Regions from separate parts of the Mus musculus genome. Here regions 2, 3, 4, 5, 6 and 7 are each linked to region 1. The links are chromatin contacts, called in public Hi-C, HiCAR-type, HiChIP or PLAC-seq and promoter capture Hi-C maps. All regions are on one chromosome and are shown on one strand. The core of a region is the stretch at or near the end of the contact, and the rest is flanking DNA. Distances in the headings are between cores, read along the strand shown.

Region 1 (3,586 bases), core at 805-3,304:
CAAACAAAAGAGGGGGTGGCAGACAGGGAGACAGGGAAAGGACAGGGCAGGGCAGGATGGGAGAGGATCAAACAAAAACAGCAGAAATGTAAATTTAAAAGAAAAAACTTGTTGATTTTAAGCAGGGGATCTCAAGAACCGACAAGAATGTCCCAATCACTGGCCCTCCCTCACCTGCCAGGGCTAACTGAAGGCCGCTAATGTCCACAGACTGTCCCATGTTTCCAACGTCCATCAAGGCAATCTGGCGAGGTGTCTTTTTGAACAGTTCCCTTGGGGGTGCCAGCATGAGCTGGGAGAGGAAAAACTTTTCTGGTGGAGTTATAGGAGGCAGGAACCCTGCAAATAAGAATGCATGCCGGTTTCTCGCCAATGGGTACTGGTAAAGTTTTAAAATTTAACTTTAAAAGTTAACTGGAAACTTTGCTACTTGCCACGTGGAGCTATTCTTATGATCTAAATGTAACTGAGTTCCAGCTGATTGAATATTCACACTTAGTACACATAGTAATCCATAAACAAATATATCGCTTGAGATTCTGTGATCTATGGAAATGTCAATGAAACGTAAGGTTTTAATAGCTGTTGAGAACTTTTTGTTATCAAATACTTAGATTCCTACAAATTTAAACATACTTTAAAAATTATATATATATGTATATGTGTGTGTATATCTATATCTCTATCTCTATCTCTATATCTATATATATGTACATATGTACATGTATGTCAGCCTGTGAGTGGTACAGCTGTCCCAGAGTCCTGGACGAGGCTCATGGTATAGAGGAAGTGACCCTGGGTTCCATCCACAGCACCAAATTTAGGGGCGCATCCTCAGGTGTAATCTATGCCTGATCTTAGCAATGCTGCAAAAGCAAACATTCCACAATACTGCCCAGGACACATGCATCTTTGAATGGTTAATTAGAAACGACTTCATCCTCTCCTCACGCGACATTACAGCTAACCAAGGAGTTGGCTGCAAAGACTTTAGATATTGTGGTGATGTGGACTTCAACCTCAGGTTCTTAATACCGACTTCTTTACTCGGAGGCTTAAAAAGGGGGTAAACTCAGTGCCATTGGCTGTAACTTCGCATACCTCAGGACCTTACAATCAAGAATGAACCGTATCTGGCATACTAAAATATGTCCAGCCCGTTTGTGGGCTTGTACGATGTGTTGGCTTTTTCGATTGGGAGGGATCATCTGGAGTGTAGTGAATTTGAAAAAAAAAAAAAACCAAAAAAACAAAACTTGCAACTTCTATCTCTCCCCTATTTTAGGGAAAGAAAGTATGGAAAAGGAGGGAGGGTCGATCCCCTCCAAGGAGGCTGAATGTCCCTAGCTGACGACCCCCCTCCCACCCCCACCCCAGAACAGCTGGCTGCGCCCGCACGGCTGGCTGCGGGACGTACCTGAGAGCGGGGGCCGGTCGGGCTCCTGGCCGCCGCGGGCGGGCGGCGCCGGGTTGAGCAGGTGCGCGAAGCTGGCCGCGAACGGGTTGGCGGCGAGCGGCTCGGTGCGGTACATCTCCCAGAGCAGGTAGAGCGCCGTGAGGCGCTGCGCCGCGCTAGGCAGCAGGTCCGGCTGCTGCAGCAGCATCACCAGCACCGAGCCCAGGCGGAAGTGGTCGGCCTTGCTGAAGTAGTGGTGGAAGGCGGTGGACAGGCCCTCGAAGGTGCTGCCGCCGCCCGCCTCCTCCGAGATGATGCTCAGCAGGCTCGAGAGCTCCTTCGGGGTCAGGCTCATCCTGCCCGCGGGGCCTCCAATCCCTGGCCCAGGGCCGCCTGCTCCGCCTCGGCCTCCGCTCGAGCCCGCCGGGCCGCTCCGGAACGCCGCTGCCTCCCGCGCCCCTCTGGGATCCGCTGAGGAGAGAAGCCGGCCAGACGCCGTGCTCGCCCCGCCGCCGGGCATCAACCTCGCCCGCCTACCCCGCTTCCCGGCCGAGAGGCCCAAGGCGCCGACTCGCTGCGTCCTCCCGCGGCCGTAAAGCGCACCCTTCCGCGACAGCGTCGCAAACAAAAACAGTGCCTAAGTCAGACGAGCGGAACGGAGACACAGGGCCGACAGACCGACGACGCTGGCCGAGCGGAGGTTCCGGAGACGCGAGTGGGCGGGGCGCCGTGTCCGGAAGGGGGCGGGGCGCCGTGGAGGGCGGGGCCGCGTGGTCTCTGAGCTGTCCGAGTGGTCCTTCCCTGCCTGAGTGATGTAGAGACCGCCGTTAATTGCCCTTAAAGCCCTCAGAAGCGATCCTTGGGTGACAGGGTGGCGCCAAACCTGCCCAGTCAATATTGCCTAAGTTATAATTTGGAAACTAGGTCTTAGATGCTAACTGGTCTGATAGAGCATCCTTGACGGCTCATTTCTTGTAAATACCAATGAAAACAGGATTCTCAGAAACAGTTTAAATTTCGAGCCTTGCTCGTATTCTCAGAGATGGGGTCGTACCGCACATAAACGTTTGGTTATGTGAACAAAAATCTAGGCGAGGCCGGCACCAGGGAGGCAGAGGCAGACGAACCCCTGTGAGTTCGAGGCCAGCCTGGTCTAAAAAGAAAGAAAAAAAAAAATCTGAGAAAACTGTCTCGAGAAATATTCGTTTACAAAATCGTTTGCAGTGCTTCTTTTTCCTTAGCCTGCCCTAGGGCACTTTTTCTGGACGCCTTGGCTGAACACTGGAAAACCCTGGAAATTTCTTTACATACCAGCCTCCTGGACCTGGTCCCCTGTGATCTGTTTCAAAGGCACCGCTGCCCGCTCCCCACCCCTATGCTCCGGTGGTGACTAGTATCCACTCTAGAGTTACAGAAACCGAGCGACTGTCATCAGCGTCACCTGCTAGCTACCCTGTGCTAAAACTCTTCGGCAGCTGAAAGTTTTCTATTTACCGCTGAAGTTCTCAAGGAAATCTTCAGGAACAGGTGATGGGTATGGCGCATATTTTAAAGGCCTCTTTAGTTTACTGTTAAACCTGTGGAGGGGTTCTGCCAATGAACATTGCAATCAGCAGAAAATATAGCTTGCCAAACGGGGCAAATGATTCAAATTACCTCTTCTACTACTACTACTACTACTACTACTACTACTACTACTACTACTACTAATTAGTCAACTATGTTCTCTTTGAGCCTTTTTACATTGGATGCTCTATGACAACTAATCATACTAAAACCCACTCATGCTAGTTATTGTCATAACTTATTGTTAGTTGATAACTTAAATGTTAGTACAGTATGGGTGTTTCGAGATGTTTTAAGGTATTTGAGCACAGCACGTTACCCGCCAATAGAGCTGATTTCCACTAAGATTAATACCAAGAGCGTCTTCCCTGTTTCCACTGGGCTTGTTTCTAGGGTTTCTCTGCCATTACCACAAACTGAGTTCATTTTCACTGTAGAACCCACTTCCTCTCCCTTCCTGAGGCTGAACGTCTGGAATGGGTTATATCAATTCTGCCATTCACCTTTGAAGCATCAAGGGGAGAATTCTTCCAAGTCTTGTTCTAGCTTCCAGTGATATCCAAAGACCCTGGTATCCCTTGGCTTATAGCTGCACCTTTCCTTAATTGTTATTAAGTTTCGAAC
Region 2 (3,586 bases), core at 772-3,271, 930 kb before region 1:
GGTCTTGCCTGTGCACTCAGAAAAGTACATTTCTTATTAGACACATTCAGTTCATAGTTGACATAAAAAATATAAAATTAATCCATATGCAAGCATGTATGTGTGTGCTCATAAATAGAAAGGATAGTTACAAACTTAGTTGCCCAATGACATAAACTTTTCTCTAGATTAAATTAAGTGCTCTTCCAAACGTTTTGTGATCTGGAGGCATAGGGTGAAGGCCAGATGCAAGGTGACAAGTATCTCTGTCCCCCAAGACAAGGGAGTCCTTTCAAAGGATGTCAATGTGGTCATGTCCTTAGGTCCTGAGTTTCTGTTCTGTCCTTTTGGGTCCTTACCATGAGGAAACTGACCACATTCTAGTAAAAACAGTTCATCTGAGCACATAGATACTAAGCTCCTTAAAGCTTCCAGGTAAACACACACACACACACACACACACACTCACGTCCATACACACTCAGTTTCTAAGGCTGGGAGAGTGGGAAACAACTAAGCTTGTGACAGTTGAGTTTCAGTGACTCACAGGTAAACATGTCACCTCAGGGACAGTCATTGCTTAACAAAACATGACCCTGATGTATCCCTCACACTGCTTTGGTGAATTATGACACCCAATGAGGTTTTTCTTTTCCTCGCTGGGACCGCCACTGAGCTGGGCTCTCCATGACTCTTTTTAAACACGCAGTCCCTTTTGCTACAGTCTCCAATGGGTGTTTTACTTCATCTGCAGAAAGGCGAATCAGTCTGGTACAACCAACAAAAATGATCTTGAATACACCCTTGCACTTCTGCTTTAAGAAAAAAAAAAAGGTGTGCACATTTGACTTTCCATCTGTAAGGAAAGGAGAGTCATTGCTACCTCACGACACTTAGCGTAAAAATGCCTGCTGCTATTATCTCCATTTTCCAAAATGTGCCTTCACAAACATGGATCCGGACATGAAGACCATGTTCCCTTTCCCCCCCTCCCCCTCCTCTGGGACCCTATCGTCCTTGCAATATGACACGATGTTTGGCATTGTCAGGAAGCTTGCCAGTTCAGGCCAACCCTAACACACAGCACTTCCAGGGCTCCTGGACCAACCTCCACTTCCTGGTGAGGTACCCAGGAGAAGGCTCTCTGCTTTTCCATAATGTGTGCCTAAGGCAGATATTCTTGTGACTGCAGTGTGTGTGTGTGTGTGTGTGTGTGTGTGTGTGTGTGTGTGTGTGTGTTTGTGTGTGTGACTCACGAGTGTGTGCACAAGAGTGTGAGTGTACATGCATGTGTGTGGGCGCTTGTGCATGCATCAGTGCACACATATGTACATGCATGTACTCATGAGGGAGAGTGAACTATTCCCCAAATCTGCATAAATGGGTCATTCACTGATGCGATAACTGAAGATGTTCTTAGATAAATTTCTGAATATTTCTCCCCTCACACCATTTATTAAACCTGATATTGCCTGTTTCATTTGTCTCCTAAGAGGATTAAGCAACTAAAATACAGCACACCTGTGTGTATTGTCAGCAGAGGGTAAGAGCTGAACAAATCAACTGTTGCTGTGTTTTAGCTGTTCATACCTCTCTACAAAGAACATATACATTTGTACTCACTAGTTATACACACACACACACACACACACACACACACACACACACATACACACCACTCACAATTGACCTTGTTTTCAGGATCGTTGTGGGTGGTTCCTCTCCTTGCTCCAGACAGCAGAAGACAGTGAGGACTGGACATCAGAGTCTGCCCTTACCTTCAGAGAGGTGGCCCACACACAGGCCTGGGCAGTGGCTTCTCCTTCACTTACATCTGTGAAGCAGGATTCGCCCAGCAAGTGAGACTAAATACCTCCTGGTCCACAACTGTGACAACAGACAGGGAGGGAAGGCACAGTGAGGCAAGGCCAGGAGCTTGATTAGAGAGATTTGGCAAACCAGAGAATTATCGCAGGAAAAAAAAAAAAGAAGAAGAAGAAGAAGAAGCCAACGACCGGGGGTAGGGAGGTGGAGGGCTGGGAGAGGAAGATCAGAATAAGAAGAAGAAAGGAAAAGCTAAGGTTTCAGGTGGGCACCGCCTGGGATGGGAGGAGCTCCTAAGAGCTGGGGGACTGAAGCCTAGGGCGCTACAGGCTGCTCCACCCAGGAGCGCTCAAGCTTTCAGTTCTGGGAAGACCTGTACTCCTGGCAGGGTTTCTCTGCATGTCCCTGCTCACCTAAGAGCTCCACAGTTCCCAGAACTAACCCCGACACCCCACCGCTGAGGCGATAGAGCCCCTGGAGTTCTCCTGCCTGGATCTCAGCTGACTCCTCCGCCAGACCTCCAGGGAGGCACAGCCACCGCCTTTGGCTTCCCGGAACCTGCAGCCTGTCTACTCAACCACAAGAACCACCTGTGTGCCCTGTGCGCGCCACACCCTTCAGGCAGAGGGCGCTGAGAACCCAGGACTCCTGCACTGCGGGAGGAGAGTCCTTGAGACTGCCAGGCTCGCAGAGCCAACATAGTGCCAGCCAGCGCAGGATGCCCAGCCTCCTGGATGGGTGGAAAGCCACAATTGGGAAGTTATAGTGAGATTTTAAACTGTTCAAAAGAAACGAAGGCCAAACAGTATTTCTAGATTTTTTTTTTTAATAAGCTAGAACTCTTCAAACACACATGAAGAAAACACACAAGGAGTCAATGGCACAATTATTTTTGCCCAGTGAAAAATAATTTGTCATACAATAATAAATAGGAAAGGCATAACATTTTGATACATGGAAAACAAGCATTTAACAAACTTCAACACTCTTTCTACCAGAACTCACAAACTGGACAGTAGGACGGCTCCTTCCCTTCCTAATCTAATACAGAGATGGCTACAAGAGGCAACACGAGGAAACGCTTTGTTTACCTGTAACTGGTAAGCAAATAAGGTCAGCTCTGCCTGGACAAGCACTTTGAAGAAATGAGGGGAACAAAAGTAGAAATGGGAGAAAGCCCCACAGAAGACATTTTTACATGGATCATGCTTTGAACCTTTCAAAACAGTAAAATAAAACTAATATTTTGAGTTTAGCAAAAGCATCAAAGCATATGTGTGTTCATTACAGAAAAATCTATTATTTCTTCCCTTTCTTCTTCCTTCTTCCTTCTTTCCTTTCCTCCTCCTCCTCTTCTTTTTCTTTGTTGTTGTTGTTGCTGCTGCAGCTGTTGCTGTTGTTGTTAGGACAGGTTTTCTTTTTGTAGCTCTGGTGTCCTGGAACTAACTCTGTAGAGCAGGCTGGCCTCAAACTCACAGAGATCCACCTGCCTCTGCCTCCCAAGTGTGCCATGCTGCCCAGCTCAATTACATGCAAATAGTTTAGACTTATCAGAAGAATCTCGGGAACAAATAATAATTCTCTTTAGTCATTTTCCATGGATGGAGCAGCAGGCATGAGGAAGCAACTATTCCCAGGGATGAGATTGGAGAGAATTTCATTTTTAGAGGTCTTCATTCAGCACAATCATGGAATACACACTCAAACTCACACGGCTCACAATGAGATTTCATAATCACCAACATTAATATTTATCCAGTTCTTTCTGAAATCCGAATACTTC
Region 3 (3,586 bases), core at 718-3,217, 790 kb before region 1:
CTGCCACGAAAAGCAGAAGCAGGAAAAACACCCCACAGAAGAGCAAAGATGTAACCCCCATCTCAGGCTACAAAGGAAAAGAGAGGACAATGGTAGAAGTAAGGGATGCAGTGAGGCTGGTACCTTCCCGCACACAATTTTAGAGAATCCAGAATGTCAGTCCCAGTTCAGGTCACTGGCCTTCCTTCCCCTCTGCATGGGGAGCCCTCCACTTGGCCTCCCTCCGTTCCAAGGCCAGCCTTTCCCCATCTCCATTACACCAGACCTTCAGAAGCCAGTAAACGCCGACTGGCCTGTGAAGGGGACTGGTGGGGAGTTGGGAGACAGGGCCAGATGTGCTGGCACTTGGATCAAGCCAGGGCCAGGAGACTGAACCCCAGCCAGAGCAGACTGTGGACCCGCCCAGCGTGCATCTGGGATCGCATGGGTCGGAGGGGCTCCCCTGTAACCCTATGTGCTCGCTGGCTGAGCGGTAAGTGCTGGCCCACCTGGAAAGGGCAAGGGAGAGCAGGAATCCCAGAGTTTGACCCAAGTCCCGGCCCACTTTCCAGGTCGGAGTCTTCTAGCCGCCCCAGTGACTATTGATCGCTAACTCCCTCCGCTCCGGCTGCCCCGGGCTTGCTCCACCTGCCTATGGGGTCTCAGAGCGCTGGGTCTCGTGGAGCAGAGCGGGAACCACTCTGGGGACCGAATCCTGGTTGGTCACCGCACTCTGCACCTTGGGCATCGCTTCTCCGCCGCGGGCGGAACAGACTCACCTTCCCCAAGTGGAGCAGGACAGAAATAATCCGTCCTTCGAAAATCGTTCAGTCTTTTTTTCCTGATCCCAGGCCAGCACGTTCATCTATCAGGAATGTCGGCTTAAATATGCTCCAGATCATCGCTAAAAATTATTATATCCTTTCCAAACACTATCTGAGCGGTTCTTACACACCCAGCACTGTCCTAAAATGGACTATTCCAGAGGTGGAAGCGCTTCTGAGAAAAGGCATTAACCCCACCCCAGCCCCGTCCTCGTGCCAGATCTTAGGTAAAGCAGACTCCCGACAGGTTGAGCACCGATACAGTCAGTCTAAACTTGCCATAAAGTAATGCTTGCTCGGACCTGTCTTCCTGCGCCAGAGACACTGGAGACCCCACTAGGCACTGAGAAGAGCAGTGGCGGCAAACGCTGTCAGACCAACAGCTTCTTAGTGGGCATCCCTCGGAGTCTTTGTGGATTAGAAACTGTAAGACTTTGAAAACAACCACAGCGTCAGTCTGACTAGCTGTCCCAGGTTCACAAAGTTAAGATGTACACGTGTCTGTCCGAGTACTGTCCCTTGGCAGAAGCACTCTGCCTTACAATTCTGGGATGATCTCTGTGTTGAGTAAGTCTGCTGATGCATGAGGAATCAATCATTAGTTCTGGATACAGAACAGATATGGGGATAGTGAGTTTTCAGGGAAAACAAAAACAAAAACCACGACGTTAAGCGGAATGAGAAACAGAAGAAACGTCCTACCTATACGGAAATTAAACAAACAGGAAGCTAAGATGTAGAAGAGAGATTACAGGGGTGGGTGGATGAAGCCGGTGAAAAGAAGCTGGGTTCAATTAGTGCGCACCAAACCCCAGTAATATATAAAATTAAGACAAAACTGATTGAAGTTTTAAAAATAAAAACACAAAACTATCACGTGTGTGCACGCAGAACCTCCCAGAGAACTACGGAAGGAACTGAGACTGTACTCACAGAGGTCTGAAGGACAATTTCAGCTTTGTTTGGAGTGGCCAGAAGAAACCCAGCTTTGGTAGAAACTTACTGACTTCAGTCTCCTCTGGTGACCCCCCTCTTCTTCTCACTTTTGTATCTTGAAGTGTGTGCCACGCAGTTGTCAAGGGCCACATAATTCCAAACAAGCTGTGTCGCGTAAGCAACAAACATCAGAAGCCATCATCTCCCAGCTTCCGGTCTCTGTCCGCCCAAACCCAAACTCCCAGTCTTCAGCTTGGTGCTTATTCTCTCCCCTCCCCCTCCCTTTGTGTGTGTCTGAGTGGTGTGTGGGGGTGGAGAGCAGAGAGGGAGAAGCAGGAAATTCCTTAAGCAATGTAAGATATTCTTACATAAGATTTCCTAGTCACTGTATAAAATTTACTATACTGTGCACTTACATAACTTACTTTTTAATAAAAGCATTATACTTGCGGGATTTAAACATTTGAGGTGTGGTCCTTCTCAATAAAGGCTTGCCCCATCCTGTGAGCATGAGCAACCGACGTGTCTCTCTCCCTTAGCCATTTTGGTTGTCCCATTTTTTTTACGTTTTGCTAATTATTATACATAATGTTGCCGCGACAATCCTGGCAATGTCTCTTACACGTCTGAGAGAAGCTCCTGGATCATTAGGTAGGTGTGCCCTCGTCTGCGTTGGCAAACCTCTGACTGATTATTCCATGACACCATTCTCTAGAGAAGGATTCTGATGCCCCATGTTCTTGCCAAATATTAAAGGCATCCGAATGTGTCCGATGGCACACTGAGTGTTGGGAAGACAGCTTAGAGACATGAGCCCTTCAACAGCTTGCCACCATGATTTTCTGGTAAATAACATTTTTTTAAAAGAGATATTCAACTATTAGGAAGCACATAAGATATGAAATACAGTTAGGAGACAGGTGGAAAGAATATGATAAGGCACAGCCTTTCTCCTGAGCAGTGGCCTGGAGCCCAACAGGTAGATGTCTGGGGCAAGAGCTCTCTCTTTCTACTTTTTACGTTTTATTTTTACTATGTTTAATTATGTGTGTGCATCTGCACTGGCTATGTGCATGTGACTGCAGGTGACCATAGGGTCCAGAAGAGGGTGTCGGCTCCCTTGGAGCTGGAATTACAGGTGTTTGTGAGTTACCTGATATGGGTTCTGGGGACCAAAGTCTGATCTTCTGCAACAGCCATTTACATCCCTACAGAATGAACCGTCAGTACAAAGTCTCTGAAGGACCGAGTTTGGGACACTCCAAAAAAAAAAACTGAAATGAAGGGAGAGTGATTGCCACACAGCAGAGGGGAGAGCTGGGTAAACTGAAGTATGGAAGTAGGTGTGGCTAGATCACATGGGGCCTGGGAACGACAATACAATGGCTGCCATTATTATAGGCAAAATTAAAAGATATTACAATGTTTAAATCAGGAAAAATATAATCTCACACTAATTCCTCCTCACCCCGGAATTGGTACCCTTACCACTAAAGACAGCCTAAAGCGCAAAGCACTAAGGGAACAGCACAGGTTTTCAAACCAGGTGCACATAGAGCTGAAGAGGAATGGCAGGGTGAAGGCATGGGGGCGGGGGAGTTGCATGGGGAAAGAGTAGATCTAATAATACACAAAGGCAGGGCAAGTCGGTGTGTGCTACTGAGCTCATGGCTGCTGTGTTCCCCTGAGACACAGAGAGTGGGGGTTAGGGCCTAGACCAGCAAGCCCTTCTTCAGTAACAGGGGAGAGAGAGAGAGAGAGAGAGAGAGAGAGAGGGAGAGAGGGAGAGAGGGAGAGAGAGAGAGAGAGAGAGAGAGAGAGAGAGAGAGAGAGAACCAGGAGATCAG
Region 4 (3,586 bases), core at 630-3,129, 760 kb after region 1:
CTTTTGTCTGTGTGTGTTCACATGTGTGTGCACATGTGTGTGCACAATGGGATGAGCCTCACTCAGCTCCTGTGTCCTGCAGCATAGACATCCGATTCCAGGCAGACCCAAGAAGCTGCTGACCATGGGCTTCTGAGGAGTCTGAAAATGGAAGAAGTCTTAGTTGCTCATTCTCACTCTTAATTGTATATAGTGTGAGTGCATATGTTTGTATGTTGCATGAGTGTGTTCATGAGTGTGTGTGTGTGTGTGTGTGATGCATGTGTTTATTGGGTTAGGCGTGCATATGGAGGTCAGGAGATAAGCTCAGATATTGTTGGTCCTCCATCTCCACCTCTTGTGATGCAGGGTTTCTTTTGCCGTGTCTCGTTGCCACTGGGATGCTACCTAAGCTGTGGTAGCTAAGCCATGAGCGTGTGGGAATCCTCTCTATGGCCCATCTCACAGTAGGAACACTGGTTACAGAGAAGCTCACCATCTGACCTGCTGCTGTGTGGGCTCTGGGGGCTCAAACTCAGACCATCAGAAACAGCAAGTGCTTTACTCACTGAGCCATTATCTCAACACCGTTGTCCCTAATCTTGACTATATCCGTTGCACTGTTTGTCTGCTCCTCCAAGAACAAGTGAAAGCGACGTGCACACCGCTACCTCACCACCCCAAAACTGTGCTCATTATACTTATTCCAAAGGAACTGAATGGTCTCGTTCACACACAACACTACACATGGCTTTATCTGCAGTTGCCAACCCTTAGATGTAGGCACAGTGTCTTGTAGTCGTGAATGGCTAAATAATGGTGTTATAGCTGATAGTGGAATGTTCTTCATTGCCAAGAAGAGGAGTAAGAGGAGGAGGAGGAGGAGGAGCAGGAGGAGGAGGAGGAGGAGAAGGAGGAATTACTAAGGCCTGGAGACATGGAGTCACTTTGGGCATGTTGCTAGGATGGCTCACTTTATTACTGCATATGTCTGAGTGTGCAGTACCCTCAGGGACCAGAAGAGGGTGTCAGTTTTCATGGAGCTGGAGTTAAAGGCAGTTGTGAGCCAACTGACATGGGTGCTGGGGACCAAACTCTAGTGTTCTGGAAGAGCAAAGTACTCTTCCGTGCTAATCCATTTGTGCCAAGATGCTCCACTTTAGGTAATTTTCTACCTCAAAAATTTTTTAAATTAAAAAAATAAAATATATTTTTAAAAAATCCAGTCTTGAGATGGTCAGGTGCCATTTGCTCTGAATTCTGGAAATTCAAAACTATGAAGACAGTCGCAAGATGAGTGGCGGCCAAGTCAGGCTCAGAGAAGGCAGGAGGAAGCAGCACAGCAAGAGGGGTTAGGGCAGGAAGCCACCATGCATATAATGGGACAGGTCTGTGTCCTTATATGTTGGACCAAGCACATAGACCGTCCAACTCCAAAAGCAAACGCTGAAGACACAGCAGACTGTGGGTGGGTGGTAAAGGTTGTTCTGGGGTCCATCAGTTGTAAGGAATGTGTCACTCTGGTGGGGGATGTTTTTGTAGTAAGGCTGTCCCTTTGTGGGGCATCCAGCGAATCTCTGTACCGTCCTCTCTGTTTTACAGGAACTGAGACCTTTCTAAGAAGCAGCAGCTACTAAAAAGAGTGTGTGAATGGCAGAGAGCCATCGGGTAGAGAGCTGACTTAACTTTCCCCTGAGAAGGGACTTTCTCGCTTGTGAAAGGAGAACATAACAGGGAGTTGCCGTTTGAGTAACGGTGGTAAGAAAACCCAGAGTCCACTTCAGCCATTACTTCCACTCAGCAAAAATAGCCTCGGGACCAGTTTCTTTCCTCTCGTCAAATGAGTCTTTGTGGGTTTGTGGCTTTTCCCACGTCAGAGTGTGAGCAGAGCTCTCACTTCTGGCTTCTTGTTTTCACTAGATAGCTGAGGTGCCCCAAGAAAGAGGGGTGGCTGTCTGTCCCAGGTGCTTGAGAGCCACATCTGGGCCTAGGCCCTTCTCTTATGGCTACTGTATTAAGGCCTCCCGTGTGAAGTCCTGCCTGCGTGGGTGGGATAGTGACCATGTGTCTGTGACCCTGAGCTGCTCAGTGTGCCACTCAAAGAGTGTGCAAGTAGAGCTAGTGGGTGCTGCTACAGTGTCTGGGCAGCTGGAAGACCTGGAGATAAGGACTTTGTTTCTTCCCCCTGGGACCCCAAACCAGGCTGGAACTGCTTTGGGCTTGTCATGGTGTCGGCAAAAGGCTAGCAGGATGGTTAGCATGTCCTCAAAGCTCTGCTGTTTTTCAGCTAGAGGAGAAGCAAGCCCAACAGAGAGCAGTTGGAGCTACCACAGTGGTAACTGACACTCACCTCTGTCTCCCAGCCACATCCCAGGTCACCATGCCCGTCTGGAACCCATGGCAATGTGACTGTCACACAGTGTGTGTCTGAGCTTCTGAGCAGGGAGAAGCCTGTTGACAGTGACACTCTGTGAATCTGCTTTGTCTCCAAGGGATAATTAGCCGGGGTTGGTATGATATCAGGAAAATTTTAATTATTGTGATGAGGTAACCGCAGTCTGGGAATTTGTGGGGCCATCATTGATGGTGACAGGAAAAATATTTGCTGCTTTGTGCTACACCCAGGGTTTCAGGAAATGGGGGAAAATGGGACTTGACAATGCGTGACAGCAGGAGCCCCTTTTCAGGAGATGGCAATCTCATTTTGGGGGTACAGTGGCTGTTGAGGTACTTGCCAAGGTTCTGTGTGGAATGGGGAAGGAAGTGTGTGTTTAAGTGGTTGTCGGTTCCATTCTAAACTCACTCTCCCTCACACTCATCCACCCACTCACACATCCTATCCACACACACAACTCCCACATCTTATCCACACACACGAAATCAAATCCACACACTCACACATCCTATCCACACACAGTAACTCACAACCACACACTCACACATCCTATCCACACACACTCATACCCCCACACACTAACTCACACATCTAAACATAGTAACTCACACACACACACTTATACATCTTATCCACACACACTAACTCACATCCAGATGTTCATATGCTGATTTTCATACACATACGTACTACCAACATCCTCATGAACAGTTGTTCATACCTCAGAACTGAGGTGCACACTCATGTGTGTATGCACATGCACACACAGTCACATTTATTCACCCACCCTACTTCTCACATATATGCACAAACACATACACGGTTCAAAACAAGTAAGGCCTCTCACATTGGTCCCAGAATGAAGTGGTCACTTCAGTGCTTTGATGTATGTATTGGGTTAGATCCTCAGCTGGTCTTGGTACTTTGAGAGAGTGAACTCTCTACTTTCTATGTTCTCTGGGTGCTAAGAGGACTGAGCTCTGGGAGAAGTTGGCATTACGGCATCCTTTCTGCCAATATTTAAACTACACTAAGCATTGTAAGGAACAATAAATAGATATTCCTTCATAAAAGTCAATTTTTATTGAATGTGTGTGAAAATGTACGTGTGTGTCCTATCTGTAAGTAGTTCATGGCAGCTGCAGCTGGTGGAGTCCTGTGCTGTGCTGAGCATGGCAAACCACAAAAAGCTAGCTGTCAATCAAGTTAGCT
Region 5 (3,586 bases), core at 675-3,174, 710 kb after region 1:
AGGAATCGAGGACTGAAGGTAGCCTGGCTAATTTTATCAGTGATTGGATGTAATCTTTAATGTTAAGATTTTATATGGATGGATGTTTTTCAGGCATGTGGAATGATCCATGTGTGGGAGTTACTGAAGAACACACTAATTAAACCAACTAGAAGCATATGAGTTTTTTTAAGTGGGTGACCAAGAACTCATTTCTCAGAGCCTCTTGGTGCAGAAACTCAAGTGTTCAGCATTTTTTTAAAGTCAGAACCCACAATCACATCAGGTTTTTTAAGGGTAGGAACAGCATCTATATTTTTACAGAGCTTAATGGTATTTTTCCAGGCCTACATGACAGTTATCTCTAACTTACACTTATTTATTTCAGTTTTATGTTTTAGCCGGCACAGACATCAGTTGTTCTGGTTAATACATCTGGACATGGTCAGGGCATGGACAGTCTCACCAAAAGCACTTCCATGGTGCCTGTGGCTGCTGGGATGGAAGACTGAGGAACATCTCCAAATAAAGTCAGGACAAAATGGCACCACCTTAGCTGTTTGACACATATGTGCCTGCTGTGCTGTCAAATGCCAGAAAAGGGTATGACCTCTCCTGGAACTGGAGGAACACATGGCTGTGAGCCACCATGTGGGTGCTGGGAATTGAACCCAGATCTTCTGGAAGAACCTCCAGTGTTCTTAACTACTGAGCCATCTCCCCAGCTCTAGACATACATAGTCTTTTAAACTTAAGAGTCGGGTGGCAATGAGGCTCTGATTTAATCCCCACTGAGAGAGGGGGAGGGTTAATCTCAGTATGTCACAACAAGAGACTGAAGGGGAAGGGCTGGAAAGATTACAGTAGCAGAAAGTAAATTGTCTACACACAATGTGGCTATGGGAAAAACCCAAGGGAACCAGCTGGCAAACTGCCAGGATCTGAGAGCAATGAGCATGGTGGGCACAGGGTGTAGGGCCCATGGATTGGTCTCTGAAGCTCAGCTTGTAGTTCCAGTAGCATCTTCCATTAGATTTCTAAAAACCTCCAAAGGAGAGGTATCAAAATGCATGTGATCGTACAGCTAAGGAACCTTTACCTAATCTTTCAGTGGGAAATTATTAGTCTACAGTTATATTTCTGGTATAACAATGGGCTTTTTTTTTTAAAGGCAGGTCCTATGAGAAGAATTAATTGTATGCCTTCTAGATAGTGAAAATTCTCAATTTAAAAATGTTTTCTTTCTTCTTTTCTTTTTTCTTTTTCTTTCTTTTTTTTTTCTTTTCTTTTTGATAACCCACTCAGCCCAAATAATGTTGCTCATATGTACATGGAGGGCATTGTAACTTTTGTTTGTTTGGTTTTTTTTTTTTTTTTGGTTTTTTTTTTTTTTTTTTAATCTTAAGACAGGTAGCATCCAGTTTTACTTTAACTGTCAGTGATCCACTGGCCACAGGCATCGAGCTGTTTCCTGCATTTGTTTTGGAGATCTTCCTGGAGTTGTCCAGTCTTGTCTTTGACTATATCAGATTGTGTAACACAGAAGCAACATTCCTCCCTGAGGAAGAGACAAAGATGATCTCTCTGCTTTTAGTGCTGATTTTGCAGCACTAGGGCAGCCATTGAGTCTGTTTGGCTCTGGAGGGTAAGGGTGGTGTGAACTACTCACTGGATGCCCTCAGAGGAGAATCTATAGTAAATAGCTAGGGACCCAGTTAGTCCCACCCACTGCTCAGGTGGTTATACCCAGGACTGAGGAAGGACAGGACCTAAACCTCATTTGTCTTGCAGACTGCTATAAGCCCTGTGATAGGAACTGGCAAGGGCTCTTCACTGGGTACCACCCCTAGTTTTTGCAAAAGGAACAGCAGGGAATAAGACCAACCTGCAGGTAGGCAGTCATAAACTCAAGTGCTGCAAAGATCAAGGTACTGTGAACATTGAGATGTAAATGGCAGGGTTATGGAGAGTCTAGTAGTCCAGTGGGTGGGGCTACAGATGGTCTGACCTGGGAGGGACACACAACGAGAATTCTAAAGCAGCCAGGAAGTGTGCTGTTAGGTAGCTGATGTGTGGAGGTTAAAGTCTGAAATGAGAGATGAAATGACTGTGAGGGCAGAGAGGACAGATCAGTATCATCTAGGAGGGATGGTGTTAGGGATCTTTGAGGAGTGTTAGAGCGCATCTTCTATCCTGACTTCACCCAGGAGTAAAGAGAGCAGGGTGTATACTTGGTGTTTTGCTCATGCTTGATGGATGGCTATGACAAATGCTTTCCCGTGACTCCCATCTCCCAACTGGGGTACGATGTTCAGACTTCATAGCTAGATGGAGCTTTGTTAGGGAACAGGAAGGACAGAAAGATGGTTTGGAGTGGAGGTAAGAGATAGCTTGAACCTATGGAATCTCTTTCCATTTACCCTACAGCTGCAGCATTTGTGAAAGTCTCAAATAATACTGGGATCTAGGTGCCATTCAGTGGTCATTTGTATCAGTTATCTAAGGGGTCTTGAGGCTGTTTGAATGCAAAGGTGAACATGTCTCAAGCCCTTCATTTTGGATGCCAGGCGTAGCGGCTGGAGGTTTTCTAAAAGGTATCCTAAGGGGGAGGGAGGGGTGTGGGAAGGAAAACTGTCACTGCAGCCTGTACATGCCATGAACTTGGGAAGGACATTAATGAAGCTGGAATAGGGAGATGGCAGTGGATATGATCACAGTCTACTGTATTCATATGTAGATTCTCAAGAATAGAGAAAATGTTGTTTAAAAAAATACACTTGGGGGTGGAGGGATTGCTCAGAGGTTAAGAGCACTGGATACGCTTACAGAGGTCCTGGGTTTGATTTCCAGAGCCCACATGGCAGCCATCTGTAACTCTAGTTTCAGGATATTTGATGCCCTCTTCTGGCCTCAGAGGGCTCCAGACATGCATGTGGTACCCAGATTTACATGAAGGGAAATCACCCATACGCATATACAAAAAGCTTTAAACAACATTTGCTTGTGAGTTTTGCCAGTGAGCACCTCAAAGTCTGTATGTATACATGGTCAAAGATGGAACATATAAGGTCTCATTGTGGATCAGAACTAACATAAACACTTTCACTTGATGTTGGTGTTGGAAGAGCTTTGAACCTTAAGAGAAATATTCTCTCTATGCCAAAGAGTTCCATAATAGACCTGTATTACCAGAAACAAGAGTGAGCAAGTGAGTGATATATGATATGATATACTTTTCCTGGGAAGATGTCACACACACACACACACACACACACACACACACACACACACACCTACTCACCCCAAATAGGTACCCCAAATAGGTAGGTAGGCAGACCAAAAACCAGACACTGACAAAGTCCAAATTGTTGAACCAGTGAGTTTTATTGTGGTTACTTACAGAAATGTGGGCGAGGGGTTACTTACAGGAGCAGAAAGGACGAAAAGGCAGGTCCTGACAGTTTACTCTTCTGTTGAATTTTCTTGGTGTGTGACATGTATGAATGCAAAAGGACCAGTGTCTGCACAAGACACCCTAAGACCAAATTCTCAGCACAAGGAGATCTATCTGCTTCAGAGGAACAAAGGGTGGGGACAAAGGGACAAA
Region 6 (3,586 bases), core at 561-3,060, 690 kb after region 1:
GTTCTTGCAGTTAGAATGCAAAAGGTTCCCCCATGGACTCCTGTGTTTGAACCCTTATACTATTTGGGGGTGTTATGGAACCATTATGAAGTTGAACCTGGATAGAGGATATGTCACTGGGGATGGGCTGAAGGTTTATAGCCTGGCACCACTTGCTGTCCTCTATCTGTTCCTAGTACGACTATGCAATGTGACTGTCCAGCCTCGTGCTCCTGTCACCACACCTCACTGCTATGCTAGACTGTCTCCCCTTGGAATTGTAGTCCAGAATAAACCTTTTCTCCCTTAATGTATTTTTTGTCCTGGTTATTTTATCACAGCTACAAAAAGTAACCAGGACAGATGTTTGTCAAGCACTTTAAGCTCTCAGTGCCTACAGGTGGCACATCTGTATGATGGACACTCCTTACAATGGACACAGAGAGAGCACTATGGGATACTCATCAACTACAGGGCTGGGGCCAGCCCTCCTCTCTGAAGGCCATAATAGGGAGCCCCTGCTTAGACTCAGTGGCTGTCTTTCCATGCATGGCATTAACTTTCCCAATAAATCCCTACCAAAAGACTTGCCTTAGTGTGCTTCTCAAAACCCAGAGACCTTGAAATGCAATGTTGTTTCTTCTTTCAGATCTATAGCCACAGTTCTCATTAGGACTTGAACACATTTTAAATGACTATTTGGAAATCTTTTCTTGGAAAACCTGACGTAAAATCATGATCGCGGCTGATTTTTCTGTCTACTTTCCGGTTTCCTCAAATCTGTCATCTACTGCTGTTGTTTTGTGTGTGTGTGTGTGTGTGTGTGTGTGTGTGTGTGTGTGTGGTGTTAGAAACTGCTCATTGCATGCTATGCTTATTGCATGCTATAGTGACTGCTGCTATCCCTCCCTATCCTGTGGGGTTTTTTATTGTAATTCATTTAGTGGCTGGCTGAATTATTTTTGTGAGGTCTATTCTACAGAGGCCAGGCTTGGCTTGTTCATGGTCTCTTTAGGATAATGGTGACTTTGGGCAGAGCTCTCTTCCTTTTCTTTACTACGACCAGCTGTTACGCCTCACTAATTGCCAGTTGGTTTCTCTATTGGATTCATCAATGCCTAGTGCACAGATTGCTTCATGGACTGTTCCAATCAATTTTAGGATCCTTTGGAAACACATTTCTTTCAGCCTCATTTTCTTTCAAACTAATTTTTGAAATTAGTTCTGTCTCATTCTGTTCTGTGCCTCTGTGAAAAGAGCTGATCCACAGCTGACCTAAATATGCAGTAAATGTGTCTGCCTCCCCCAGATAACTTTTGCCAAAACTTGCATCATCAGCTTCAATTTTACTCTGTTGCCCATGACATCAGTCTTTCCAGAAGCCTTTGCATCTTCCTATCATGTATGTGTGTGTATGTATATGTGTATATGTGTATATATGTAAGATGTATATATATATACATATATATATATTATATGAATGAGGAGATGTATATGTGTGTATGTATGTATGTATATATATATATGAATGAGCAGGATATATGTGTATAAATATTAAATATAAATTAACATGATATTAGGTATCATATATTTATATTATTATATATGTATATATACATTATATATGCACATATACATACAATATATGTATGCATATATACATACATGTGCTCTCTAGTGCTCGTTCCAGTCTTCATAGGTGCTGCTTCTATTTCAGCTGACTTCTCCAGTGCATAAACATGATTGTTTTGGAAAAGAGAGGTTTAGCTGTTCCTCATTCTCTGTGCACGCCTTGCCATGGAACCCAGGGGTTACCATGGTAACCCGTTCCTGCACAGGGACTGCTCCAGTCATGTGAAAGAGGACTCAGCCTTCAGACCTCATTGTCTTTTATTTGAGGAACATTGTTTTCAAAGAAACCAGCGGAAGAACGAACATTTTACAGCTCAGTGATTTAGCTCTCATTGAGCTGAGATACCGCAGTGGCCTCTCAGCATCATTTCACAGCAGCGTCATGTGACTTAGCTCGTGGGCGAGCTGAGATACTGCAGTGGCCTCTCGGCATCATTTCACACTGAGCCCAACAGACTCCCCGTGAACACAAGAGACATGGCAGTCGCTTCTAGAAGCTTCTATAGACTCTGAGCTTGTACTCGTCCCAAAACGCAGTCTATTCCTGCTATTAGTCATGGCAGTAACTCACTCACCCTTTCCCTGAATACATCACAATGCTCCTTCTCATTGTGACTCTGGTTCATGATGACCACCATAACTTTTCCTTTTATCTGAAATCGGAGAAAATGCTGCTTGTCTGCTTTAGATTCCATTCTCTTCCCCCTCCTCCTCTCTTCTTCCCCCCCCCCCCCTTTTCCTTTTCTCCCTCTTCATCCTCCTCCTCCTTTCTCCATGAGCTATCCTTTACTTGGTTTCTCAATACTTTTTACGTTTTGTCCTGAAAACTTTTCCCTTGCCATTTTCTAAAGTGATGAATTTAGAAAAGAAAACTAACTTCAAAATATAGGCAAAGAGAGGCTCTGTGGTTAAGAGCAGTTGCTGTGTTGCTTCCAGAGCACCTGAATTCAGTTCTCAGCACCCAGATCAGGCAGCGTCACCTATAACTCCAGTTCCGGGGAATCTGATACCATCTTCTGGCTTCCACAGACACTCAGTTACCTGTAGCATATACATGTAGACACACACACATATGCATAAATAGAAATAAGAACAAATACTTTTAAAAATAGTTTAAAATAACATTATAAAGGAGAACAAACATGCCAGCCAGCATGTGTGCATAGATGAGCAAAATGTGTCCAAGGCTTGTCGTGAAACCTTTTCTCAGTCTTCCACATGGCTGGATGGCTGCGATGGCTTTTCCCACCCACTTGCTTAGCCATTGTCTCTTTGCAGATCTTCATCATCCTGTGCATTTTACAACCCAGCATGAGAAGCTTGTCTTGTTTTTCACAGCCTCATTCACACAAGTCCTGGTCCTCCCTGAATCACACTGCTGGGTTATGGGCTGCTGGGCTGAATAGCCATTTGCCTCAACCAGTAGGTAGTAGGGGGTATAAAATCCGATACTTGAAAGGCTTTTTTTTTTTTTTTCTTTTTCCTTCAATACAAACTGGGCTCGATTTTTCTCTTCTGGTCCTTCCTCCCTGCCAGTTTGCTCCTTACACTGGAAATAGAAACTGGCTTTTGATTTCATATGCCTGATTCGGGTTCCTTTTTCTTCTTTGTGTTTCTGGTACAACCTGCCATGTGCTGTGTGCATCAGGGTATCAGGACTCCCTGACTTCTGTGTGTGTGCACAGTGGTAAGGGTTGAGCCCAGGACTTTGCACATGCTAGGCAGGCACTCTTGCTGAACCACAGCCCCATCCCTTGTACCTTTTAAATAGGCAGATACGCTGTATAAACCGTAAGGGAGATATCTAGGCCTTGCTGGGTCGAATGAAAGGAAGGGTCTATAGATGGAACAAATGTGCACAAACCATATAAACACAGTGGAGAGATCTAGGCAGTCCCATGCCTTTCAGTATTGATAATAAGGTGATTTTCACTTTTACCTTATATCACTTTTTGGCCAATGCAAGAGTTGAGAT
Region 7 (3,586 bases), core at 515-3,014, 640 kb after region 1:
GAGACAGAGCCTGCTTCTTGGTTCAGGCAGGCTTACCTCAAAGAATTAAGGACCTAGAGACTCAACAGCCACCCATGCCACTCAGAGCCAGTGGATCCCATTTAACATTGCAAAGAATGACCAGCAAGGACAGGACAGTAGAGAAAAGCTAGCAAATCTTTATTGAGGCAGACAGAGATGCAGAGAACTCACAAGGAATTTGCCAATGTGGCCTTGGCTGGATCCCCTTTTATACTCAGAAATTAAGCCTGATTGGGCAGAGCTGAGAGGCTCCTGTCTGTCTGAAGTGAATGGATGTGGAAGAGACTGGCTCAGGGTGGGGGGAAGGTAAGAGACAGGTCAAGGCTCAGGAAAAGCCTGATGGTAGGAGGCCAGCTGAGGAAGACCCACCAGAAGTTCTGGGGGAACAGAGGAGGGGTGGCAAGATGAGGGAGGGACTGAGGAGTCAGGAGGTGAGGTGGGCAAGGGCTGGCCAGCCATTGTCAGGACAAAAGTCAGTCATAATCTTCATAAATTGGGCCTTTTAAAAGTCACAGCTTCTGAGTGAAACGTACAGAAACTGGACTTCTGAATCACACAGAAGCTGTCTTCTCGGAGCCTGGCCCAGTACTCCTGGGCAGGAGAACAGCCTTGGAGATAATGGGGTCTACTCCCCATTCACTGTCTGTGTTGTGTTCCTGGGGAGGCTTCCTGTCTGCAGATGACTCCTTCTGACTGAGATAAGTTCACTGAGAAACCAACCCTGCCAGTTTGTAAAAGTTTTTCTCCAGACATTTCTTAACCAGTTCTCTCTCTCTCTCTCTCTCTCTCTCTCTCTCTCTCTCTCTGTGTGTGTGTGTGTGTGTGTGTGTGTGTGTGTGGAGAGAGAGAGAGAGAGAGAGAGAGAGAGAGAGAGAGAGAGACATTCTCTGTGTAGACCTGGTGGAAGTTGCTCTGTAGACCAGGCTGGACTAGAACTCAAGAATTTGCCTACCTCTGCCTCCCTATACTGGGATTAAAGTGAGCCACCATGCCCAGGTAACCAATCAGGGTTGTTAAGAAACTATGAATGGGGCTGGAGAGATGGCACAGCAGTTAAGAGGTGGTACCACCTTTGCAGAGGACCTGAGTTCAGTTCCTAGCACCCACACTGAGTAACTCACAATTCCCTCTTAAGTCTTGCTGGAAGGGATCCCACACTTTTCCTGACTCTGTGGGCCCTATATTCAAGTATACACACCCACACAGAGATGCAAACATAAAAATAATAAAAGTAATTTTAAAAAATCTATGGATAGAGGAAGGTGTGGTACCTAGCATTTACCATGCCCTGCATCCCTGAGGCTGAGAAAGGAGGATTGCCTCACGCTGGAGTCCAACCTGAGCTTCGGAGTGAGTTACAGGTAAGCCTGCACTCCATTGAGGCATGGTCTTTTAAAAAAGAAAAAACAAAATAAAACAGAATAGAAACAAATGCAAATAACTAAGGAAGAATAAAGATTTGTACTATACCAAAGCTCAAGCGATCTGACCTTTCCTCAGGTCAAAAAAAATTTTTTTTTTTAAAGAATGATTGTTGATCTACTTATGTGTTTCATTGTCGTTGACATTGTTGCGTTTTCCTAAGTTTTGGATTTCCTTTGCCTTCTCCAAGGTGTTTTCTGCGCGGTGCGGCTGGGTTGCTGCATCTGTACAATTTCTCCACAGGCCAATGGGGACCAGGAGGCCTGGGATGGTGGGTGCGCGGTGCGTCCTCCTGGCTTCCTGCAACGTGGACGCGCGCGCGCGTGCACAGCGGTGGCGGCGACGACGCGCAGGACCAGGCCCACACTCCCGGGCGGCAGTGGGCGGCGGTCTTGCACCCCGAAGCTCGCACGCGCCCGGCTTCCTCCTTCCGGCGTGGCTGCACCCCTGCACCCTGCAGGAGGGTAGGCGGGTAGCGGTGCGGAGGTCTGGGCAGAGCCCGCCTCCGGGGCTCCGGGGACGCCCACAGGCCCCGCGAGGCCCGAGCAGAGCGCCAGCGGCTGGGAGGAGCGCGAGCGCCGATGTACGAGGGTGAGCTGGGAACTCGGGGGTGGCGGGTCTCAATGAAGTGCTGTCCCCCACCCCTTTGCCGGGTAGACAGAAGGGTGGTGGACTCGGTTTTCCTCAGCGAGCTACCTCGGTGTGTGCTGTGGCGACTTAAAGACGTCCCTGGATGGAGAGATTCCTGGGAAGAGCCTTCATCACTTAATTATGCAACGAGGCGGCGTCCTTGTGCTGGATGCAGTGATGAATGGAATCGATGATACTTGAACCATCCATCGTCTACCTTTGCCACCCTGGGATGGAGACTTGCGTTTGTAAATGTGGGGTGGGGTGGAAAGAGGAGAATGTTTTCCCACTTGGGTCCCAGGAGCGTGCTGGGAAGGAGGACTGGAGGGAGGAACCTGTGCAGCCTTTGCGAAGGAGCGCACGGTTGAGCGCGGCTCCCGGGGCGCTAGGGGAAGGAGTTCTGCCTGCGAGCAGGTCCTGCTTGCTGGCCCATACCTTCACCAAGAGGTCTGTCAGAAGTTGGAGGTCTAGGCATCAATTACTGCACTTTCTGGCTGGAAAGATGAAACAGGTTTTCCAAAAGCTGGTGCTTTTTCGTTCTCCAAGTCTATTCAAGGCAGGAAAGGGCAGGGCAGTGAATACAAAGTAGCTCAGCCAGGCAGGTTCTGGTTAGCCACAAGGAGTTGGGTTTTTGCGCTGGTCTATTGGAACTGCCAGAGCAGGATATGTCTTGAGACATTCTTAAAGTGAGACAGCTCAGCTTCGTTCCCGCTTGCTGATCACTAGCCACGACTTCATCTTTTCTAAGTGACTGGGTTAAAAAGAAAAGACACAAAGAGAGAAATGACTTTCTACCTTCAGTGGTCCCCAGGATAATTAGGACATAGTTTATCTTAAAGCAGAATTGGAGTTTCAAGATGAAAAGAAAAATCTTCACATGTTTGCTCTTGACCCTCAAGAACAGAAGAAATTCCCAAGAAAGCCGCCCCCTCCCGGAAAGGAAAATAGAGTTTTGTTTGTTTGTTTGTTTGTTTTGTTTTTGCAAAGTTGAACAAAGAGCATCAGAAAACACTTGCAAGTATTCTGTGCCACTTGCAGTAATATTTGGGTCCGTTTTGAAGAATTAGGAGAGAGCCAGGAGTACGGTGGGGAGAGAGGACTGACTATATAAGACCCTGAACTTGAGATCTTCTGAACCAGACAGTTTTCTCATCACACAGTCTGGAATTGCTTAAGCTATGTGAGGCGAACTTACCATTAATTTTAATACTGAGGTTTTCCTGTTTTAGAATAAAGGCCATTGTTTGTTTATTGTGCCAACAGCCCTACCTATGATTTCTCTAATGCCACCAGGTTGACGTTTATTCCATTATTCATTTATCAAGTGACGTTTGTCTAGAATCTGCCAGATGCTAAGGCTTGACAGAACCCAGAGTGTATCTGTCATTGGAATAACTCATGGTTCTGTATAAAAAATTATTTACCCAACATTTAGCAAATAAAACAGTGGAATTGGATTATTCATGATAAAATATATTTCATTAATAATTTTAATTTTCTTACTGAATCACAG

Evidence for each region. Promoter capture Hi-C pulls out the DNA fragments that hold promoters and counts their contacts. A called contact is a pair of places that touch in the nucleus more often than the background predicts. HiCAR-type assays count read pairs that join an accessible place to other places. HiChIP or PLAC-seq counts read pairs in DNA pulled down with a chosen protein or histone mark.
Region 2: a Hi-C map of CD4 T cells shows a contact between it and region 1, with 2.3 times the contacts expected there. The contact joins the promoter of Il18r1 here to the promoter of Cnot11 in region 1. A contact is called at or near these places in 3 of 39 promoter capture datasets (the 3T3-L1 cell line, the HPC-7 cell line and neutrophils), 1 of 484 Hi-C or Micro-C datasets (CD4 T cells) and 1 of 115 datasets of contacts at active chromatin or transcription factors (thymic regulatory T cells).
Region 3: a promoter capture Hi-C map of liver shows a contact between it and region 1, with 5 times the contacts expected there. The contact joins the promoter of Il1rl2 here to the promoter of Cnot11 in region 1. A contact is called at or near these places in 9 of 39 promoter capture datasets (the 3T3-L1 cell line, 3T3-L1-derived adipocytes, cranial neural crest and 4 more) and 1 of 115 datasets of contacts at active chromatin or transcription factors (microglia).
Region 4: a Hi-C map of B cells shows a contact between it and region 1, with 6 read pairs. The contact joins the enhancer-like site here to the promoter of Cnot11 in region 1. A contact is called at or near these places in 1 of 484 Hi-C or Micro-C datasets (B cells), 1 of 115 datasets of contacts at active chromatin or transcription factors (astrocytes) and 1 of 9 other capture datasets (pancreatic islet).
Region 5: a contact with region 1 is called in a HiCAR-type map of embryonic stem cells, with 4 times the contacts expected there. The contact joins the enhancer-like site here to the promoter of Cnot11 in region 1. A contact is called at or near these places in 1 of 39 promoter capture datasets (hippocampal neurons), 1 of 484 Hi-C or Micro-C datasets (adipose-derived mesenchymal stem cells) and 3 of 115 datasets of contacts at active chromatin or transcription factors (embryonic forebrain, embryonic stem cells and forebrain).
Region 6: a promoter capture Hi-C map of hippocampal neurons shows a contact between it and region 1, with 4 times the contacts expected there. The contact joins the enhancer-like site here to the promoter of Cnot11 in region 1. A contact is called at or near these places in 1 of 39 promoter capture datasets (hippocampal neurons), 2 of 484 Hi-C or Micro-C datasets (adipose-derived mesenchymal stem cells and cerebellar granule neurons), 3 of 115 datasets of contacts at active chromatin or transcription factors (embryonic forebrain, embryonic hindbrain and forebrain) and 1 of 9 other capture datasets (adipose tissue).
Region 7: a contact with region 1 is called in an H3K4me3 HiChIP or PLAC-seq map of embryonic forebrain, with 4 times the contacts expected there. The contact joins the promoter of Chst10 here to the promoter of Cnot11 in region 1. A contact is called at or near these places in 3 of 39 promoter capture datasets (embryonic stem cells, hippocampal neurons and neural stem cells), 4 of 484 Hi-C or Micro-C datasets (B cells, CD4 T cells, cerebral cortex and 1 more), 6 of 115 datasets of contacts at active chromatin or transcription factors (embryonic forebrain, embryonic stem cells, forebrain and 3 more) and 3 of 9 other capture datasets (adipose tissue, embryonic stem cells and liver).

What each region holds. Positions count from the first base shown.
Region 1 is chr1:39,534,169-39,537,754 of GRCm38.p6, reverse strand. It overlaps Cnot11 (CCR4-NOT transcription complex, subunit 11), which reads right to left and starts at 2,054. Exons shown (of 7, transcript NM_028043.3): 1 at 1,418-2,054; 2 at 175-339. The coding sequence starts at 1,916.
Region 2 is chr1:40,464,441-40,468,026 of GRCm38.p6, reverse strand. It overlaps Il18r1 (interleukin 18 receptor 1), which reads right to left and starts at 2,021. Exons shown (of 11, transcript NM_008365.2): 1 at 1,670-2,021. Il1rl1 (interleukin 1 receptor-like 1) reads right to left here. Exons shown (of 11, transcript NM_001025602.3): 11 at 2,612-3,586.
Region 3 is chr1:40,322,970-40,326,555 of GRCm38.p6, reverse strand. It overlaps Il1rl2 (interleukin 1 receptor-like 2), which reads right to left and starts at 1,967. Exons shown (of 11, transcript NM_001356478.1): 1 at 1,807-1,967; 2 at 1-67. The coding sequence starts at 61.
Region 4 is chr1:38,775,899-38,779,484 of GRCm38.p6, reverse strand. No RefSeq gene overlaps it. Among named protein-coding and RNA genes, the nearest start is that of Lonrf2, 59 kb to the left of the region's middle. Within about 2 kb of position 1,879, at least 87 of the 459 cell types and tissues checked have an H3K27ac peak or open chromatin away from gene starts, as enhancers often do. A contact at or near this core is called in B cells, where this site is marked.
Region 5 is chr1:38,822,444-38,826,029 of GRCm38.p6, reverse strand. The region is part of intron 1 of Lonrf2 (LON peptidase N-terminal domain and ring finger 2); the gene reads left to right. Among named protein-coding and RNA genes, the nearest start is that of Lonrf2, 12 kb to the left of the region's middle. Within about 2 kb of position 1,924, at least 4 of the 459 cell types and tissues checked have an H3K27ac peak or open chromatin away from gene starts, as enhancers often do. A contact at or near this core is called in embryonic stem cells, where this site is marked.
Region 6 is chr1:38,846,500-38,850,085 of GRCm38.p6, reverse strand. No RefSeq gene overlaps it. Among named protein-coding and RNA genes, the nearest start is that of Lonrf2, 12 kb to the right of the region's middle. Within about 2 kb of position 1,810, at least 69 of the 459 cell types and tissues checked have an H3K27ac peak or open chromatin away from gene starts, as enhancers often do. A contact at or near this core is called in cerebellar granule neurons, embryonic forebrain, forebrain and 1 more, where this site is marked.
Region 7 is chr1:38,896,338-38,899,923 of GRCm38.p6, reverse strand. Chst10 (carbohydrate sulfotransferase 10) reads left to right here and starts at 1,764. Exons shown (of 7, transcript NM_145142.2): 1 at 1,764-2,034. It overlaps Gm51581, which reads right to left and starts at 3,314. Exons shown (of 3, transcript XM_030243909.1): 1 at 3,269-3,314; 2 at 2,291-2,522; 3 at 974-2,207. The coding sequence starts at 3,314. The coding sequence ends at 1,574.